Regions from separate parts of the Mus musculus genome. Here region 1 is linked to region 2. Evidence: chromatin contacts called from public HiChIP or PLAC-seq data. All regions are on one chromosome and are shown on one strand. The core of a region is the stretch at or near the end of the contact, and the rest is flanking DNA. Distances in the headings are between cores, read along the strand shown. Region 1 has its middle 27 kb from the start of Eps8l3. Region 2 holds the start of Alx3 (aristaless-like homeobox 3).

Region 1 (3,905 bases), core at 206-2,705, 260 kb before region 2:
TGAGGATAAATGGAGACAGGGGTGGTGACACTGGAAAGGATGGGAGAGTTACCAAAGGCTGGACACATCCATCCTGCTTACTGCTGCAGGGCAGTGTCCGGCGCAGGGCTTGGAATACAACGGAGACTCTACACACACGCTTCTGAGGTGTTGACCCATTGCTGATCTGGAGACACACTACACTTAGAAAGGGATGCTCGAGTTGTGGGACTGGAGGTCAGAGTGGGACCCCACACTGCTGTCCTCAGGCAGCCAGGCTCTTTTCCCAGTGAGACTGCCGACTCCACACAGACAAGACCCAGCGGAAAGTCAGGGCTGTGCTATTTGTTCATTTTTGTGTTTTTGGTTATGTGTGTGGTGTGTATGGTGTATTGTGTGTGTTCATGTGAAAGGGGTTGCACACACACATGTACACACCTGTGGGTGGAGGCCAGATGTCTATGCCTGTCTTCCTCTACACTCTCAGTCTCTCACTGGACCAGATGGTCACTGACTTGGCGGGACCAGCTGACCAGCGAGCTCTAGGGCTTCTCCTGTCTCTAAACGCCTCAGTTCTGGGACTACAGGCAGATGCCTTTGCGTTTGTTACCTGGATGTTGGGAACTCAAACTCTGATCCTCACGCTTGTACAGAAAGCATTTTATGGGGGCTGGAGAGGTGGCTCAGCAGTTAAGAGCACTGACTGCTCTTCCAGAGGTCCTGGATTCAATTCCCAGCCACCTCATGGTGGCTCACAACCATCTCTAATGGGATCCGATGCCCTCTTCTGGTGTGTCTGAAGACAGCGACAGTGTACTCACATACATAAAGTAAATAAATAAATATTTTAAAATAATAATAAAAGAAAGCACTTAATGAGGCAAGCCATCTCTCCAGCCCCAGGTAGGTTTTTAATTTTATTTTTGAATTGTGTATATGTATGTATGTATGTATGTACACACGTGTATGCCATGATATACTTGTATGTGGAGGTCAGCAGACAACTTTCAGGAGTTTCTCCTTGTACCATGGGGGTTCCCAGGATTAAACTCAGGTTGGCCGGGTTAGGCAGCAAACGCTCTTCTCAGCTGAGCCATGTAGCTGCCTGGCCACCTCCACCCCTGCAGGGTTGTAAATAATTTCTTCGTCTCCCTGGGACCCTGCATTCAGTAGGTCAAGCCCCTCCTCTCAGAACACTGCCTAACTACCTCCCCCCATAAGAGATCAGGGCTCACAGAGGACCAGAATCTGCAAAGATGGAGGCAAATGCTTACGGCCGGCAGAGGCTACTGAGAAACCAGCCCGTCTCGGGACTGCAGTGCTGGGGGTGGGTAAGAAAGGATGCTTCCGCTCCCTGCCACATTCAAACCCCACCAGGAATGTGGCTTTGGGCCAGGATCCCTCTGGACAAGAAAGGATGACTCTGCAGAAACAGTGTCCTGGCCCCGGGGACGAGTGGAGCCGCCGTGCTGGAGGCTGGAGCCAACTGGCCTTGGAAGAATTAATGACCCTCCGCCTCTGCCTTCTGCCCCACCCTCCCTTCCCAGTAGTCCTCCCCCCCTTTGAAGTATCCTCTGGGCTGAGGTTTTAAGACCTTCTCAGTGGCAAGAGCTGGTCACCCCCATTGACTTTGAGACATCTGGGCCAGGCCAGGGGAGGTGGGATTAATAATGGATGGGGGATGGGGAGTGGGGGGAAGTGGAGGAGAGAAGCTGGCAGCCTTTAAGAGTTCCAGGCCTGGGCCCAGGGAGTGAAGTGGCCCAGGCTGATTGCAGGGAGTGGAGACAACAGGGAAAGTGAGCCTGGGCAGGCTGCTCAGGCCCCGGCTGCTGCTCGTGGGGAATTCCAGCCTTGGCCGGCCACTTGGAAGCATATGTGTTTGACCAAGCACTGAAACCCACAAAGCTGCTTCTTCATCCTTCCAGGCCTGCTCCTGAAAACTAGGGATGGAGAACCTTGGAAAATGTCTTTGTCACCAGAAGCACCTTATACATGGCACAGGCCAGTCACCACCGGGGCTATAATGCTCCTGCTGTAGCTCCAGCCTTCAGCCCATTTGTAGACGACTGAACAGATGCAAATGATGAGTGAGGTGTGAAGATGACCATCTCATGGCTGGGCTGGCGATGGCTGCTGGCCTTTGTTTAATGTTCCCCACACAGACTCCTAACCACTGTGACTAATGTCAAGCAATCCTCCCAACGGTCCCTAAAGGGAAGTTGATGCCTGTATTCTAGAGAAGAAACTGCACGACAGGTAAAATGGTCTTAAGGTCTTAAGTGAGGGCAGATAAATTCCAAGGCTGCTGGGCATGTGCCCTCCTGTCCCTACCCTAGGGGAAGGAAGGAAAATAGGGATCCTACAGCCTCATCCCCTCCTCTGTATCACCCCGTGACTGAAGGTCACCAGGTCAGTCTATGGAAACTCTGACCTGGAAGCATTGCAACATCTGAGTTTCCAGTGTCACACAGCACAGGGTGCTTGGAGCTCTTAAACAGCAAAGACTAGGACCTAGGGAGAGGTGACAAGAGCCCATCTCCTGCCTTACTGTGGTGTGACTTAGATTCTGCTTGCTCTCTCCCCAGTTCTGGGTTCCAAGCCTGCAAGATAGGAGGACTGTGACTGGACTGGTCTCTGTCACCTTCAAGGTGGAAATGGCACGTAGGGTCATTGCAGCCAGGAACCTGGCCAGAAAGATATCAGAGACCCAGTGGCAGACAGTGGGGTGGGGTGGGGGTTGTGAGATGAACTCAGCAAGTCTGGGGCTGGCATCACGTTGCTAGGGTGGCAGCACAGGAGAGAGGCTGGCACAGGAGAGGGGACAGCTCTGTTCAACACTAGTTAATCTGCATGACTGAGGCCACTTAGGGACCACTGAATCCACCTAAAAGCCTTTTCTTTGGTAAGGCCACACTCAGTAGAATGCCCGTGTCTTCCAGGAAGATCCCATTGTACTAAGTGTGGTGTCAGGGGACAGCCCTGCAAGGGTCCTGTTTCCTGACTTCTTCTGTTCTGCTCTAACCTGCTTTCTGTTTGACTGCTTCCTGTTGCCCCAGCAACAGAGCAATACAGGCGATGGTTGGGAATGGCTGTGCGAAGTCACTTAATTGTCACCAACAGGCACTGTGCCAAGCAAGGGTGGTTACAGCTGTGGTAGACTTCATCACTCCTGTAATCAAATGTAGGCTTGAGGTGGTCATAAATATGCACGAAACAATAGACTTCTGAAAGATGCATCTTTGGTTAGTAGAGGAACCTTTGAAATGATGAAGGCATTATAGAGTTCGATCACTGAGTTGACTCTATTGTATTCTACTGGCAAACCAGCGGTGTGTACAGTTGGGCTGTCTCCCAGCTACTCCATTCCCAAGCTCTTTATAGAGATTTATCAACAACAGCAAGTCCATTCTGTTTAGGCTGTGATTGTGGCTCCAATCTGGAACATCCTGTGGTGGTTTTTCTTTTTGGAAAGATTGTCTGTCTCGTAACCTCTTAGTAACAGGACTTTGAGGGCTAACGGCCGATGTATTATCCCAGCAAATTATTATAACTTGTGGGCAAGCAAGCCCACAGCAGCCCAACCAGAGCACCCTCTGATTATGGGTTTATTTATTTTAGGTCATTGAACGTCACTAGCAGTCACCACGGGCCACACTTGCTTTGTTAGATGCCTATGAGTGTTTTCTGTAACAGCCACACACCCAAGGCCTGGGGAGACTTTCAGAGTCACTCATACTCAAGGCTCTCAAAAGATCATTTCTTTTCTTTCAGGCAAGCCCTGGAGGGTGTGTTGGCTTTTGCCTGCTCTGCAGCACCTTGATAGCTACGTGTCTGAGCCCCTTGGGGAGCACTGCTCAGACGATCATCCAGTCAGGCTGCAAGCAAAATAATAGCAGCTCAGACAGCAGAATTCCCTGATGGCAGTT
Region 2 (3,879 bases), core at 148-2,647:
CGGATCTCCCGGGATCTAGTTTTGGGTCTAGGCTACGAAATGTGGCTGCATACGAGGGGTGGGCGTGGGTGCTGAGCCACTCGTGGGTCAGCGAGTACAGTGGGCGGCAAAAGAGTCTTGGCAGGCCCTGCCACTCAGGCGCATTCTCAGATAATGGTACGGTCCGACCCGCCTTAGCACACAGGGCACGGTCCCCGGAGTGGGATGCGCCCTGGGATTTAGGATAGTTCGGGACCGCTTCCGACGGCTCAGCGGTGATGATTCGGTGCCGAGATGCCAACTGCAAGAAGGGTAGCCATCCCCGTGGCGACGGGGAGGCCAAGTTAATCTGAGAAACAAGAACATAGTTATTTGATCTTGAAGACAGTCCCAGTTCTGAGGGGGAGCAGCCACCGCCACTCTGCGGAGCGACTTAACGGCATCAGAAAACCTTTTCCTGCAGAGGCTGGGCCCGAGGATGAGAGCTGGGTAAGTCCAGGACACAGCCTTTCCCTCGCTGAGTCCAGTTTGGCCACTAAGTCGAGGCCCAGCCTCTACGCCCTCAGCGGGCGCCATGCACAAAAGCAGAACTCTTCTCTCCCAGCTTTGGGGCCCAGTTAGGCTCCGGGGCCCTCCACCCAGTCCCCTCTTCTGGGTCGGTGGCAGAGAGGCTCGGCTCCGGATGAGCGCGATCTCTCCTCCCAGGTTCAATCACCTTGGGGGTCGGAATGGGCCCAAGATCGTCCCTACTCCACCCTCCTTTGACCTCCCGCCTCCCATTGCCTCTGCCGGCCGGGGACACAGGCGATTCTGCGGTCCCCAATGCCCTGGCCTTGTCCGGCCAGGCCAGCAGCGATCTAGCGAGGGAATCGTGGAAAATGCGAGACGTACCCAAAGTTAAGAAGCAAGAAAGCGGGAGAGTCGGGGAGACCAGGAAGGGCTGGGGATAAGAACGACATGGGGTTCCACCACCACCCCCGACCCCCGGCGTGTTACCTTCCGCGGAGCCCTCGTAGAAGTGGCCGCCGTTGAGCACCGGGCCTGGCCCGAGGTCCTGCAGGTACTTGGCGGGCGGCTTGGCGGGCTCTGGGAGGTAGGGTTCCAGGGGCCCACAGGCCGGGAAGCGGCTCAGGCGCGGACCGCGGGGTGGCGCGGGGTGCAGGTGAGGCGCAGCATCGGGAGTCCCCTGGGGACCCGGAGCCTCGTCCCCCGCGGCCGCGTAAGGACCGGCCGCCGGCCCCACGGAGAAAGGCGCGCAGCGCTCGGGGTCCATGCCGGCTCGGGCTCACAGGCCGCCGGAGCTCCGGGGCTCCCGCTAACCCGCGCGGCCTGTGAGCCAAGGGGGAGGGACCTGGGCTCGGGGGCGCGGAGCCCCCGGGAGCGGCGCGCGCCGCGGGGGGTGGGGGGCAGGAGAGGGGGCCGCGCCTCTGACTTAATGCTGGAACCATCCACGTCACGTGCGGCCCCGTGCGGGTTAACCCCTCGGAGCCCAGGAACACCCCCACCCCACCCCATTCACCCCGAGTCTGGTATCACAAGCAGTTGGAAGAGAAGAGAGGGAAGCTGCTTCCTTTCGAGGGCAGGATCCCTTTTGTCTAGCAGTCGGGTGAGTCCTTGGCTCTGAGCTGCACCCTCAAGTCCTGATATCCATCTTAGTGGCTCTTGGCCCTGGGGAGGTGAAACGGTGAGGGCAGACATCCTCCCCACCCCCGCACCCTCCCCCATCCCTCCTCCAACATTCTCTTTGAGGCCTGATCTGACATCAGTCTGAGAAGAGAGGCCTCTACTGTGGTAGAGTTTCCCCTTCACCTTGCTCGGTTTATTTTTGCTGGTAGCTGGAAAAAAGCAAGGGCATCTCCCTTAGACACTTGTTTTGCCTGGACATCCTAGAGACTGGATGCTGTGGAAACAGCAGGGGGCTTGGGAGCTTGGGCCTCAATACTGTCATTGATTATCTGTGATTTGAACCTCTCACTTAGCGTTTTCAGCTGACTGTGGTCCATCTACATTTGGTGGTGAGTTCCAAAGCCCAGGCAGGCCAAAACAGACAGAGAGATCTCTAGGTTTCACAGTGGTCTGCCCAGGTAGCTTTTTGGGTCAGCTATGGAAGAGCAGAAGGGTCATTGTCCTTCTGAGCAGCATAAACTGAATGTCACTCAGATCCACTGCAAATTAACTGCTTCAGGCTTGCTATTTTAGACATAGCGAGGGTAGGATTGCATCTCCCAAAGGTGAGTCTCCTCGACCCAAAGGAAGCCTAGGATTAGGGTATAGCTTAGCCTTTCTGAAACTGAATAATCCTTACTGTGCCTAAGATCTGGGAAGAAATACCAGAGGTCCTTTGGACCCGAGCTTAAAGATCCCTTAGGTCCGGGTTAAAACATTTATATTTTTAGGACCCCTGGAGATTAGCGAGAGGGGCAGGGAGTCAAACATCATTTGTATTCTATTTGAATTCTCATTTTTAAAAGGAATCTAAGAGGCCTGGTGTGAACACCTCCCTCTTCCGTTGGAGGCTTAGAGGAGGTTTCTTGGCTGTCCTCAGCCAGAGTTGGGCTGTAAATCAAGGCCAAACAGGAACCAGAAGCCTTGCATCTCACAAGGAGTCATTAAGCCATTATTAAACATACCGTAACTTTTCTGAAGCCTTATTGGCTTAAACACCACATTGGAGGCATTATGGCCATTAGGGCCCCTAATCACAGACTGCAGGCTAGGCAGAGATGGGAGCACCTGGGGCTGATATTTCCAGCTAGAGAAGCCTGGCTTAAAATGAGGTTTTCCCCTCTGCCTCTACCAGAGGGGAGTCCACTGGCTCTCAGCTGTGGACACTGCTGAACTGATTATTAATAAAAGGTTTTCCATAATTGTCAATGAGGTAGTGTTGACTGTCTAGAAGGTTGTATCATTTCAGGGCATCTAATCAACAAAGTTACCAAGCAGCTTAATTTGGAGGATGAAAGTATGACACAAGACCAATGCCATCAACAAATTAAACAAGGCAGCTTGGATTAAACACTGGGCCTTTTGCTCTAGGTGCCTCATTTTTCTTGTCATAAAAATGGGTCATGTACCTATAGACTGGGTATTTGAGAATCACTAGTATTTTGCCATACCATGTTAACTTAATGACAGTGGTGATTTCTCAAGAAAATGGGAACCCAGATTTCAGGGTTCTATCACTGAATCCATGGAAGTCTCTTGACTTCAGATTAAATGACCCTGACACTGGAGCTGAACAAAGGATTCTGTTGCCCCACAGACCCACCCAAACCCTTCTCAGCTCTGGAAATTCCTCTGACATTTTTTTTGCTCTAAACAGAGGCATTTTCCATGCCATAACACTGTTTCTGATTGGATTAAGGAGACAGGAGGTCCCAGATGACATCTGAGTTTAGTGGACTTGCATCTTCTAGAAGGGTTTTGTCCCAGAACTGTGGAGAATAAGGAACCCAGAGGAGCCTCTCCTGTTCCCTTTAAATCACTGATCAAAATTCAGGCCATAGTCTGTCCTTGGTTGAGGGCAGTCTGGTGGGGCGAGTGCATCGAAAACATAGGAGACCTATGCACCTATGTTTTCTAAGGTCTTATTTTCCTTCTTAGATGGTTTGAGAGTTGGGAGAACTGAGAGACCCAGGGACCCTCATTTCACAGCTGTATGCTGTATACAGTATGCTGGACTTTTATGTATCCAGCATGCATGGATTTATTTTTTCTTCCCAACAACCCACAAAGCAGGCACAATTATCAGGCCACTTTTACAGAATAAACTTTGTTCCATGTGGACGTAACTAGGTAGTATCAGATCCAGAACATGCTCTCCGATCCATTCTTCCCACCCTACAAGACTCTCCATTCTTCTTCAGCTAACAAGGCAAGGTAGAGATCACTTTTATACAT

What was found. HiChIP or PLAC-seq counts read pairs in DNA pulled down with a chosen protein or histone mark.
Region 1: an H3K4me3 HiChIP or PLAC-seq map of embryonic midbrain shows a contact between it and region 2, with 3 times the contacts expected there. The contact joins the enhancer-like site here to the promoter of Alx3 in region 2. A contact is called at or near these places in 10 of 39 promoter capture datasets (the SN4741 cell line, cranial neural crest, embryonic stem cells and 3 more), 4 of 15 datasets of contacts at CTCF or cohesin (CD8 T cells, the G1E-ER4 cell line, embryonic stem cells and 1 more), 60 of 484 Hi-C or Micro-C datasets (B cells, the C10 cell line, the C2C12 cell line and 34 more), 12 of 115 datasets of contacts at active chromatin or transcription factors (the HPC-7 cell line, T-cell acute lymphoblastic leukemia, bone marrow-derived dendritic cells and 6 more) and 4 of 9 other capture datasets (adipose tissue, embryonic stem cells, liver and 1 more).

Annotation. Positions count from the first base shown.
Region 1 is chr3:107,848,346-107,852,250 of GRCm38.p6, reverse strand. No RefSeq gene overlaps it. Among named protein-coding and RNA genes, the nearest start is that of Eps8l3, 27 kb to the left of the region's middle. Within about 2 kb of position 1,455, at least 132 of the 459 cell types and tissues checked have an H3K27ac peak or open chromatin away from gene starts, as enhancers often do. A contact at or near this core is called in the C2C12 cell line, the SN4741 cell line, Sertoli cells and 12 more, where this site is marked.
Region 2 is chr3:107,592,549-107,596,427 of GRCm38.p6, reverse strand. Alx3 (aristaless-like homeobox 3) reads right to left here and starts at 1,397. Exons shown (of 4, transcript NM_007441.3): 1 at 976-1,397. The coding sequence starts at 1,252.